Regions from separate parts of the Arabidopsis thaliana genome. Here region 2 is linked to region 1. The links are chromatin contacts, called in public ChIA-PET maps. All regions are on one chromosome and are shown on one strand. The core of a region is the stretch at or near the end of the contact, and the rest is flanking DNA. Distances in the headings are between cores, read along the strand shown. Region 1 holds the start of ATRBP45C (RNA-binding (RRM/RBD/RNP motifs) family protein). Region 2 holds the start of AT4G27100 (Ypt/Rab-GAP domain of gyp1p superfamily protein).

Region 1 (6,010 bases), core at 907-3,406:
AAAGGCTTAGGGAAACCAAAACAAGTTACGCACTGTTGTGTTAGTTGGATCACTTTCTCCTGAATTTCCTTGAGTGTTCTGATATGAAGCTGCAATAAAACAGTCAAGAGAAGGTAAGGAAAAAAACCTCAAACATCTATTTATTTAATTAAGCTGACAGTGCAAGGACACAGACACTAACACAAACGCACACACACGACAATAGCAGTAGCAGAACTTATCCAAATCAAGACCCAAAATTATCAACATATAAAGCAAATGCCATACATAGGTTACAGCTCGAAGATAAAGGTAAAGTGATTCTGAAGTTAGTTGCTAATTAATACAAAAAAGCACATTAAAGATATACTAGGGGAAGTGCCTGCAAGATCCAACTTCGAGAAATTAGAGAATCGGACCTAAATTCTCTAGGGTATCACAAGTAACCTAAATTCCTTCCAAGGTCTGACAGTCTTACCATTGTAATCAACTTTTCCGAAAGACGAAATGTAACACTAAAAAAGGTTGCAAGTATAAATTTAGAGGCACAACGTAACTGAAAGAAGGAAAAAAATTGCAGCACTAACTACTGGAAAAAGATGAATTGAGAGGTATGAAAAAGATATCAAAACACTCTTTAAGGATTCAAACTGGACAAAATAAAGCGAAGAGTAATGAACTATGTAACATGAAAAGAAATAAAAGATAGGGCTAAAAATTAAAAGGAAAGACTTATGCTTGATAAGTAAGAAACTGGAAAATAATTTGCAAATGGAGTAAAAGCTTTGTAATTAACTTCTTCTGAAAACATAACCAACTGACCTAAATGAGGCCACGCAAGGTGGAATCATTTTCAGCTGAAATCAGTTCCAGGCCCCCGAAAGAGAGCCTCTTGTTCTCCTGCTTAAAGACAACATGAGTTTTTTTCTTATAAGTTTTAGGATGTTTTGCGATATTAAATTCTTTGAAGAGCTGAAAGGCAAGAAGCGGGAGAAAAGGGTAGACAGATTCTCCAGTAATCAGAAAGATAGCAGTAAAGGAGTACCCCAAAGAAAAGACAATCAACTAACATAGACAGTGTAAGACAAAGTGAGTCATATCATCACTCAACTTATTCATAAGTGATCAGATATCAGGCTCCTTAATATCAAAACATACCTGGTTGCATTGTAAGAGGCTTCTTGTTGGCAGCAGGACCAGTACGCATAGGCCTTGATGAGCAGTATTGACCATTCATTTCAGTCATGGCACGAATCTGCTCACTTTCATCCGCAAACCTGACAAATCCATAACCCTTGGACCGTCCAGTAGTCCTATCATTCACAACTTTAGCTCCCTTGACAGAGGAATACACAGCTTTAAACGTTTCAGTAAGCATGTGGTCGGTAACATCAGGTGCCAAGTCTCCAACAAAAACTGTGTGCTCAGGCCCTTCAGCCTGGCGTCTCTCTCCAGCTCCAAGCTGAGCCCAGTTCAACCTGAAGGCCTGCTCACTGCTCGGCATCGGAGCACCATTGTAAGTCTGTAAATTCCTCTCAGCTGTAGCATGGTTCACAAACTCAATAAAGCCATAACCTTCTGAATATCCGTTCTGTTTATTGCGAATAACTTTAGCTGCTGTAGCCTGCAACCACAAAGGATGAAACTTTCAATACTTGTAGAAGAAAAACGAGAGACTAAAAACAGAAATCAACAGGATTTTCAAAATTACCTCGCCAGTAAGACCAAAGACGTTCATGAGATAGTTCTCATCCATCCATGGCTGCAAGTCACCGATCCACAGGGACCGGATCTCACCAGCTGATCCTGGATTCTGAGATCCACCACCACCATACTGCTGCTGCTGTGGTTGACCAGAAGACGGTGCAGACTGCTGATTCCATCCTGCAGGCGGCTGACCTTGTTGTTGCTGCTGGTGCTGCATCATCCACGACTGCTGCTGCTGGAGGTAAGCTTGTTGGTCGGAAGGAATCTGCCCTGGCCCTGTTGCAGCACCGTTGGAAGCTGGAGGTGGCTGCTGCATCATGACGACGATAACCTAGCAAAAGGTACGACTGTCGTAGATGCAATTAAAGGGTTGAGCTCGAGGACGTAAGGGCAAAAGAGAGAGAGAGAGAAAGATTCGCTGTCGCTGTTTCTTTTTTATAGTCAAAAGTTGGTTCTAATATGGCCCAATATAAAAGTTTGAGCTCGGCCCATTATAAGAGCACTCGAACAACCCGGTTAAGTAAGTCTAGGGTTGACCAAAAAAATCGATACGAACCGGTCGGGATTGGTTTGGGATTGAGATGCCTGATTTCGAACTCTCAGCGTCGCCGATATGTTTTGTCCTGTTAAACCCTAAAACTAAAACCCCGCGAAGAGAGAAGAGTTCTCTGTAGTGTTCTTTTGATGGCGGAATCAATATCATCAGACTTGGAAGATCAAGGTACGATAATAGCTTGACATGTGCAGACTCTTTTAGCAATATCTGTTTGGTTTTTTCCAACAAAAAAAAAACTAACCATTAGAATTTTTTGGAATTAATTGTTGGAATTTTTGAGTCAATTAATAAAATTTTAGCTGAAATTTGTCTGGCTTTACCTTTGAATGAAGACTTGTATCACTTATTTGTAATTGCCTTGAAAGTTTTTGTCTTTGAGTAGCTTTTAATTCTCTTGAACAGTGTGGACTGGTGGAGAAGTAGTTTCTTACTATCTGATTGAATACTTTGTTTGATATATCAGGAATGGTGGTGGACGGAGGGAATAGAGATGTTGAGGTAGGAAAAATTCCAGTGATGGCTTTCAGACCATCCCACGAAGCTAAGCTTAGAGAATTGTTGCATAATATTTGCTTACATGAGATTAAGCTATGCTCTGATGCTGCAAAAGAATTTGTTAAGTTACTGAAGGGAGAAACCGGTGGCGATTTGTTGCGTCTTTATTTCCAGAGCTCACCAAACTTTGCTGAGCTTCTTGAGGCATGGAAGCTTCGACATGAAAAACAAGGATTGTCCTATATATTCTCGCTTATCCAGACGATTTTGAGTCATCCAGAGGGAAAAGATAGATCAACTGATATTGGAAGAGCTATTGACCAGTTTGGTAGGTTACTTGTTGAAGAAAAATTGGATGATATTTACAAAGAATTGAACAGCAAAGAGGGAAAACAACAGTCTGCTGCACTTTCATTGTTAGCTTCGATTGTTAGACGTGGTCCAGGAATGGCATCAGAGATAGCTAAGAAGTTTGATTTTAAGGGTTTTGCAAAACTAGCAGAGTATAATACGCAAGGGACTGAAAAGGTTAAGAAACACTCAACAAGGAAGGCATTTGTTGGATTTGCAATATCATTCCTTGAAGTTGGGAAGCCTGGATTGTTAAGCTCAGTGTTAAATAAGAAGGAAATGTACTCGAAAGTCCTGCCAGGCCTTGGGAAAGATGATGATGACACTGTGGCTTCTGTCTTGTCTACGTTAAAGGATAAGATCCTTGTTGAAGAATCATTAATTTCTCCTGGTCTAAGGAGTGTTCTTTTTGGAATTGTGACGCTAAAGCATCTAGCCAGCATTTCAGCAAGAGAGGATGCTGGGATTGTGAATGAGTTGGCCCATGATGTTCTTGTTAAAGTTTGCACAGACCCCTCTAATGGATTGATGCCAGATGCAAAGAGAAAGTTGAGAGGCAATTCTGACAGACTACTAATGCTCATGAAGGGGTTGAGAGCAGCAGAAATTGGTTATCACAGGGATTTGCTTCTAGCCATTGTTAGGGGTAGACCGTCGTTAGCTTCAGATTTCTTGGACGAGTTTCCATACAATGTGGAAGATTTTTCATCACCATCCTGGTTAGTCTTCTTCAGAGTACGAAAGTGTATCTATCTTTATTTTACTGCGTCTACCGTCCAATTTCTGCTGTTTTGTCATTCTAGTAACTGAAGTCATTGCAGGTTTTCTTCTATTTCCTTGGCAGCAAATTTGGTATCGTCAGTAAGAACTTCATGTTCTTTTGACTTTCTCAATCCAGATCAACGTGCTACACCTCCTTCTGGTGGCTCAGATGTTCAGACTATCATGAAATGCATATGCCCCCGACCATTTAGCCGGTCACTGATCACTAAAGGGATGCTACATTCTGATTTTCTTGTGAAACATGGGACCTTGAGATTTCTCTTGGAGACGCTGAGGCTGTTGGATTCGTTTCTTACTGCTTGGAACCTTTGTTCATCTCATAGATGCTCGGTTGAGCAAATTCAGATTTCTCTTGAGCGGAACGTCATGGGTGAAGTGAGCAGTTTTTTTCCAGATTCCCAGGTGTTATTGATTGTACTGAAGTCTCTGGACGGTTCTAGTGGAACTCAAAAGCTGTCATTGAAGAGAGAAGCAGAGTTGGATAGTGGATTAGTAGGAAGAAAAAAACGCATTAAGCGATCGGAGAAGGATGTTTTGGAAGAAGAGGCTGTTGATATTGTCATTGGTGGGGTAGGTTCTGATAAAGATATCTTTTTGGCTGAGGATAATATGGATGCTCATATGACAGATCAGGAAGATGCTGAAAAAGAATATCTTGGGATTGTTTCAGATATTTGGATTTCAGAGCTTTGTTCTAACCCTATTGATTCGGTCGAAGAAGCAGAGATGTGTTTTCACATAAAGCTTCTGGATGCCCTCAAGATTTATGTGGTACGTTGATTTTTCTTATTGTTATTTTCGTTTGTGTTGTTGGAAAAAAAGCCGAACCTTCACAAAAAAGTTATTAGTTTAAATATCTAGCTTAATGATTATAGCTAGTGACAGGATGTCTTATTGTTTTGCACTGTCCTTTAAAATTTTCCTTGTCAAATATTAGTTTTGAAGTCCTTGCAATGTATACCAATTGAAGTTTGATTTTTGAGTTGTAGTGGTTTGTCCAGTTGAGTTGACAGCTAGAGAACTGGAAACGTTCATGCGTTGCTTACCCAGTTTTGGTCAAATGTCTCGATTCTTGTGTCACGTTTCTATAGTTTATTTATTATTGTAAAGATGTCTATGCATTATTGGTCGCTTAGACGCTCCTCATCTGTACTTGATGAGTTCTGGTTTTAAGCTACATGTTTCATCTTTGCAGCGTGCTGTACCTAATGAGCTTGAAGGATCGTTTGATATCTTCATGAAATTTCTGAGCAATTCTTTCGGTATGCCAGTTGAACTGCAGAGGGCTCTCTTGTCTTTGCTAAGTGAGTACATCAGTTGGACGCCAAAGTCTCAAAGTGACAGAGGTCCTACAAGAATTCCACCACTTATGCACAAGCATTTGCGTGTGTTCATTAATTTGTTACTTTTTTCACCACACAACGGGGTGAAGGATCTAGCGTACAATTTAGCAGTGGCAGCTATGAACAGTACTGGTGCATTTGAAAACAACCCAAGTGAAATTGGTGCATGGTTCTTGTTTCTACCATGTTTTGAAAAGATTAAATTACCTCTTGAGCTTCAGGAGGCTGTACAGAGCATGTCATCAGTTGTCGTGTCCTTTTTATGTGATGCAGTTTCGACTGTTGGAAATAATTTATTCAAGCACTGGGACATTGTCAGAAGTAGCTTGTCCCATTTAAAAGGTATAGGTATTTTTGTGCCCTCGAGATCAATGGTTTGGTATAAAATTGATGAAAACTTGGTGGTTATCAAACACGATTCAATTAATCTCATGCAAGTTTTATCCTAGTTACTTGTCCTGTGGACTTGTTATAGACCTAGAAATATTTTTTTGACTTGTGTGTATCTTCTCTGCGTTGGTTGCAGGTGTATCAATTGGTTTTAGCCCCCTAATTATTTGTCTACTACAGAAGTGTGTGAGGCTACTAAATTCTGAATCTAAAACGTCTTTACCAGAGAAGTCAGCAATATCTCTGTACGTCTGCAGCACACTGAAATATCTTTTGCAAACTCAGGTAAAATATCTTTTGCAAACGCAGGTCTATGTATATTACTTTTACCATGCACTAGGTTTATATTCTAGTTTTCACCGCTTAAGATACCAATATCTTTCCTTTAAATTCAATATTGTAGGTA
Region 2 (6,010 bases), core at 2,376-4,875, 38 kb after region 1:
CTTTCTTTAGGATTTCATTTCTATAGCATAATGCATTCTCTGGAAACTTATGCCAGCTTTAAGGTATAATTTATGCTCATAATTTCCTCTGCAAATAATATCCAGGAATCATATACAAGGGTATCCATCCATTCGCATTTTCCGCAAAGGCAGTGATCTTAAGTAAGAGAAAGTTTAATTGTTCATATTATGCATGACCATCATTTACTCATTCTCCTAAATTTATTTTCCCCACTTTTCTTTCCTCTGCTTAATTTTCTTGATAATAGGGATGACAATGCACACCACGACCATGAATCCTACTATGGAGATCGTGATACGGAAAGCTTAGTGAAGGTAGCTGTTGGTCTAAGTTTCTTTTCAACTTTTTTTCCGTGCCCCTTAGAAAAGTTAGACTAGAGTCGCTGTTTGCATCTCATTTGTAGCTTGTTTCTGAAAATGTTACCTTCTCCTATAGATGGTGGTGAGTCTGGTTGAACCAATTCATCTAGAGCCCCATAATCTAGCATTGGAGGACAAATCAGACAATTCATCGAGAACTCTAAAAAAGGCACCTTCTACAGGAGGATGTCGAGTTGAAGGATACATGCGTGTGAAGAAGGTATGATTGGGAAAACTACTACTGCTTTGTCTTCCTTTTAGACCACCCCTTAAACACTTTAATAGTTAATACTTTATGGTCTTTGCAGGTTCCAGGCAATTTAATGGTTTCAGCTCGCTCGGGATCTCATTCCTTTGATTCTTCTCAGATGAATATGTCACATGTTGTTAACCATCTATCCTTTGGGCGGAGGATTATGCCTCAGAAATTTTCGGAGTTTAAGCGCTTGTCACCTTATCTCGGCCTAAGCCACGACCGTTTAGACGGCCGGTCCTTCATAAACCAACGAGATCTCGGCCCAAACGTTACCGTAAGTTTGTATAACTCAGAAATTTTTATTTGGATCACCTGATATGCTTTATAGCATGATTTAAGGTGTTGTTTTCCATGGACAGATTGAGCATTATCTTCAAATAGTAAAGACTGAGGTAGTGAAAAGCAATGGACAGGCATTGGTTGAGGCGTATGAGTACACAGCACATAGCAGCGTTGCTCATAGTTACTATTTACCAGTGGCCAAGTTTCACTTTGAGCTCTCACCGATGCAGGTAGGCTTAAACATTTTTTGTTTGCTGCCTTTCTCACATGTGTTACACAGATTAGGGATGGTAAGATGGGTTGGAATTACACTCTGCTCATCTTTCTCTTTGTTTGTTTGCAGGTTCTCATAACGGAAAACTCCAAGTCCTTCTCACATTTCATCACCAACGTATGCGCCATTATTGGTGGTGTCTTCACGGTTAGTAAAGAAGTTTGAAGCCTCTTCTTCTTGTAACTATTCATTAATGTATTCCCATATGACTCGTATTTTTGCCTCTTTTCAGGTGGCCGGAATCTTGGATTCTATTCTCCATCACTCCATGACACTCATGAAAAAGATAGAACTTGGTAAAAACTTCTGAAGCTCCCTAAGGGTTTTATTTCGTTTTCCTCTGTAACGAGTCAGAAATTTTTGCCCTAGTTATACCAGACGTCACTTAAATAATTCGGTTATATATATTCACAAACTGTTATCCTTTTGAACATATATAAGTATTATCGATGTCTCTGAAGTCTTTGGGAGTTTTAGTAGAACAAATTGTTATCACTTAAATCAGGGGAATTTACTTCCAAATTCTCCAATACCAAAATACAGCTTCTTGTGAGTTGGTTCATACTGATGATGGAGAAATGTAATTTTTAGCCAACAAGGTTTCAACTTTCAACGTTTGAAACTAGATTTGAGCACAAATATAGCAATCAACTTTCCCCCATGGCTGCTTATAGCAATCATCGACGGAAGTCACAGCAGAACGGAGAGTCCTCTCGTTCCCTTTGGACAGAGTTGCATCCTCTACTAGAATTTTACTTAGGTAGAAGTAAGTATCCACAGTAAAGAATCTCCTTCTTGTTACAATTTTCAATTTTGTGTTCTCTTCAAGCTAATTATTAGTTTAGTTAGCTTAGCATGATTCAACTTTAGCCTTGGTATAGAATCATAACATAGAACCATATAAACGAAAATAAGACTAAGATCAAAAGAACAAAAAACTTTGAGTTTTGCAAACAAGGTTTCAAACTTGAATAATGTCTGATAATTGAGCACATACTGATATTGATAGTTCCAAAAACACTAATTTCCGAATCCAAAATCAAAAAAGAAAGACAACAGAATTGTAGATAATATTTGATCAGGCAGTGATCTCCTTCTTGAGTTTTGCAAGCTCTTGCCTGACAACACCAGCTTTCTGCAAACAGCAAAAAAACCCATTAACATTTCAGTTCTGACATGAATGAACACTACCACAGAATTTCAAACATCTAACAATTTAACACACTGACCTTGATCTTGGCCAACATGATCTTGAACCTATCAAAGTCGTTAAGGTTAGCCCTACGTTTCTGCACGATAAGCTTCCTACCCCATGAGCTTTTCTCCCACTTGTTCTTCACATCTGCAAGACTTTTCCAGTTAAGATTGAAACACTTCAAAATTCAAATATTTACATTACGCAGCACTCACCAGCCTTTTCCATTGCCTCGATCAAAGCCTTCTTCTTTGGCACACGGTTGATGTCAATGACAATATCGGTAAGAGACAACCTCTTGAAGTTCATCTGGATCCTCTCCATATCAGGGGCATCCACCAAAGCCTAAATGACGAGAACATAATAAGAACTCCATAAAAACAACTAGACAATATTCAGCTCAATATTCACCAAGGAAATGCAATAGGCTCCAATCAATGATGCAAACTGAGTTATAACTGTAAGCCAATTATGCAACCAAAGTCTCAAGCTAAATCAAAATTTTCCTTAATCAAACAATTTACCGAAACATACACAGTAGCATTACGGAATCAAGCATTAAAACAGCTGAAACTCATCAATACATACATGATAAAGAGATGGAAATCTTCATAACCTAAGAATGAAATAAACTTACTCTGTTCTGGTCAACAACGTCGACGATAACGACGAGCTTTCCATGATCTTCTCCGTAGTTCACAAGTGCTACTCTCCCGATCTCAACGTACCTCTTGAAACCCTAAACAACCAATCACCAGAAAATATTAAATCTAACAACTTTGGACTCTAACCTATACACAAACGTAACTTGATTGAGAACGTCAAAAGCCTAATCCCCAAAAAAAAAGATCTAGAAGAAAGAAATCCGAAATGTGCTATGAACATGAGCTAAATACAGGAGATAATCACGTAGAACACAGACGAACTAACCAAGGTATTAGCTCAATAAGAGAGTATATCTCACCATTTTCGCCGCCGGTAGATTGGAAGGTCTAAGCTCCGAGTGTAAATGTAGACGAGCGACAGCAGAGGAAAAAATCGATTAGGTTTTGCACTATATATAATCTTCATTCTAGGGTTTTGTGGTTTGGGCCTATCTTTACTAAATAAATATCACAAAGGCCCAACATTAAACGCCCAATATGGTAAAGAGAGAAAACGGCGTCGTTTTATGTTGGATATTTTTGGGGGAAAAAAAAAAAAAGACACAGTGTCTCTTTCATGTGGAAGAAGATAAATTAGAGAGAAGTGATGGAGAAACTCCGTTATTTGTGGAGGCAACAACTATTGTGTAATGAGACCAGCTCATCAATCATCATCTCCAGAAAAAAGGAATGATACAAGAAACTTAGTTGATAGATAGACGACAGGAAAATAATATACGCAGAAAGAAACCTAAAAAAAAAAGTTTCTGTCTTTAGACTCCAATCCACTAAGCTCCAAGCTGGGTCCCCTTAAATTCTCAATCTTTTTCTCCCTAAATTTCCTTTAATTTCTTCATTGATCATTGCTCATTGATCGATCTTCTGAGTTTTGAGGGGACCCCGATCCAAAGTGTATCTCTTTCTGTTTTGCTCAGCATTTGGATTTGATTTCTTTTTTTTCCCGGGAAAGTTTGATAGAGATGTGGGGAGGCGCAGGTGAGCCAGCAGATTCTTACTACCAAGTTCGTCCTGAGTGCACCGATGTCCCCAAGACCAGATTCAAAATCAAGGTTACTTCTTTCGATCCCTTCTTCTTCATTTTCTCCGATTTTTGCTTATTCTAGTTTTGCTTCTTCGTTGGGTCGTCTCTGTTTTATGATTACGAATACGATATGTGATTGCTGATTCGGTTCCAATTACATCCAGATTCTCTGGTTATCTATGTTTTCGAAAATGCATTGTCTCTGTTGTGAATTTGTTCCTGACATTGTAATGTTCATAAATCTGATTCCTTATGAGGAGATATTGATCTTAGGAGCTGTTCAGGGTCTCATATATATTCTTGATCCCACTGGATCTTTTTCTCAGTAGCATCACATGAATGATTGTTTTAGTGAGATTGTCACTTTTTCCAGACATAAGCTTGAAAGGATTTTAACTTCTTGACTCCAGGGTCTTTAGGAAGATACATAAGATAGGAAGATAGGTTATGTGCTTGACTGGTACTAATTTGGAACTAGATTGAATAATTTTGAACCTTTACATTACAGGCCATAAAAGCCTATATCATTCCATGTCTTGTGGTCATAATGTATCATGAATAATTGCATCATGTTGAGGCCAGGAAGTTTTTGCTATGTTGCTGACAACACGGGTCATATTTATGATGTTTGTGCAGCCTGGTAAAACTCTAAGTGTAAGAAAATGGCAGGCTGTATTTGTACAAGAAGGGTCTCTCCATATTGGCAAGACTCTAAGACGCATCCGAAGAGGGGTATGTTTGTTTGGATAAGTCTTTGTAAAGACTGATTTATCCTTTCATTTGTTCTGTATCTTTGATAACTTATGTTACTTTAATATTCCTTTACAATCAATCTATAGGGAATCCATCCATCAATTAGAGGCGAAGTATGGGAATTCCTACTTGGTTGTTATGACCCAATGAGCACATTCGAAGAAAGAGAGCAAATTCGACAACGCAGAAGGTAGAATTTTGTCCTCATATCCTATATATATGTATCGCATTTGGCATAATTACATGTTTCTTTCAGTTCATTCATAAACCATCGATTCAGTTTTGTGAATCCTACCGCTAATTCTCTTCTTTCAGATTGCAGTATGCTTCTTGGAAGGAAGAGTGTAAGCAAATGTTTCCTGTCATTGGAAGTGGAAGATTTACTACCGCACCTGTAATTACTGAAAATGGTCAACCCAACTATGATCCTCTTGTACTTCAGGAAATAAATTTAGGTAAAATTTTGCCTTTCTATTACGGAAATTTAATGTTGAACTCTTACATAAACTTGTAATAGGCATTTGAAGTTTTCATGTGGCTTTCTCAGGTACAAACTCAAATGGTTCAGTTTTTTTTAAAGAGCTCACAAGTCGTGGACCTCTTGATAAAAAAATTATCCAATGGCTGCTAACACTTCACCAGATAGGTTAGCGACTGATCATGGCCTCCTTTATCGCCGGCTAGACTATACTGAATATCTGGTTCACTCAGTTGCTTAATGTATGTTTTTCAGGTCTTGATGTGAACCGTACAGACAGGGCCTTGGTATTTTATGAGAAAAAGGAGAACTTATCGAAGCTCTGGGATATTCTGTCTGTTTACGCCTGGATAGACAACGATGTCGGGTATTGTCAAGGTAAAACCGAATGTATATATCATTGTATCATTTGTTTGAAAACCAGTTTTACTTGAGAAATTCTTATCTATATACTGGTGATCTGATCAGGAATGAGTGATCTTTGTTCCCCAATGATTATTCTTCTTGAAGACGAAGCTGATGCATTTTGGTGTTTTGAACGGCTCATGCGTCGATTGGTACTCACCTTACACATATTCTCAATGTATTTGTGTTTTTGGTATGGACTGTTTACATCTGTCTCTCTGCAATCAGGTTGTATTAAACATGTTTTATTTTTTCGAATTGAAAAGCGAGGAAATTTCCGTAGTACCGGGAGATCTGTTG

The links. ChIA-PET counts read pairs in DNA pulled down with a chosen protein or histone mark.
Region 2: an H3K4me3 ChIA-PET map of shoot shows a contact between it and region 1, with 13 read pairs. The contact joins the promoter of AT4G27100 here to the promoter of ATRBP45C in region 1. A contact is called at or near these places in 2 of 26 Hi-C or Micro-C datasets (root and rosette leaf) and 1 of 2 datasets of contacts at active chromatin or transcription factors (shoot).

The regions. Positions count from the first base shown.
Region 1 is chr4:13,555,759-13,561,768 of TAIR10.1, forward strand. ATRBP45C (RNA-binding (RRM/RBD/RNP motifs) family protein) reads right to left here and starts at 2,157. Exons shown (of 7, transcript NM_118834.4): 1 at 1,691-2,157; 2 at 1,138-1,603; 3 at 34-89. The coding sequence starts at 2,005. EMB2788 (ribosome 60S biogenesis amino-terminal protein) reads left to right here and starts at 2,216. Exons shown (of 16, transcript NM_001341833.1): 1 at 2,216-2,407; 2 at 2,706-3,807; 3 at 3,910-4,642; 4 at 5,067-5,556; 5 at 5,741-5,889; 6 at 6,008-6,010. The coding sequence starts at 2,371.
Region 2 is chr4:13,591,833-13,597,842 of TAIR10.1, forward strand. AT4G27100 (Ypt/Rab-GAP domain of gyp1p superfamily protein) reads left to right here and starts at 3,626. Exons shown (of 11, transcript NM_001036653.2): 1 at 3,626-4,102; 2 at 4,711-4,806; 3 at 4,914-5,017; 4 at 5,143-5,282; 5 at 5,375-5,473; 6 at 5,561-5,683; 7 at 5,774-5,862; 8 at 5,977-6,010. The coding sequence starts at 4,013. It overlaps AT4G27090 (Ribosomal protein L14), which reads right to left and starts at 3,420. Exons shown (of 5, transcript NM_118843.4): 1 at 3,353-3,420; 2 at 3,026-3,127; 3 at 2,604-2,733; 4 at 2,423-2,535; 5 at 2,012-2,328. The coding sequence starts at 3,355. The coding sequence ends at 2,272. It overlaps PDIL5-4 (PDI-like 5-4), which reads left to right. Exons shown (of 15, transcript NM_118842.4): 9 at 106-162; 10 at 270-336; 11 at 458-601; 12 at 690-911; 13 at 997-1,149; 14 at 1,263-1,340; 15 at 1,426-1,830. The coding sequence ends at 1,503.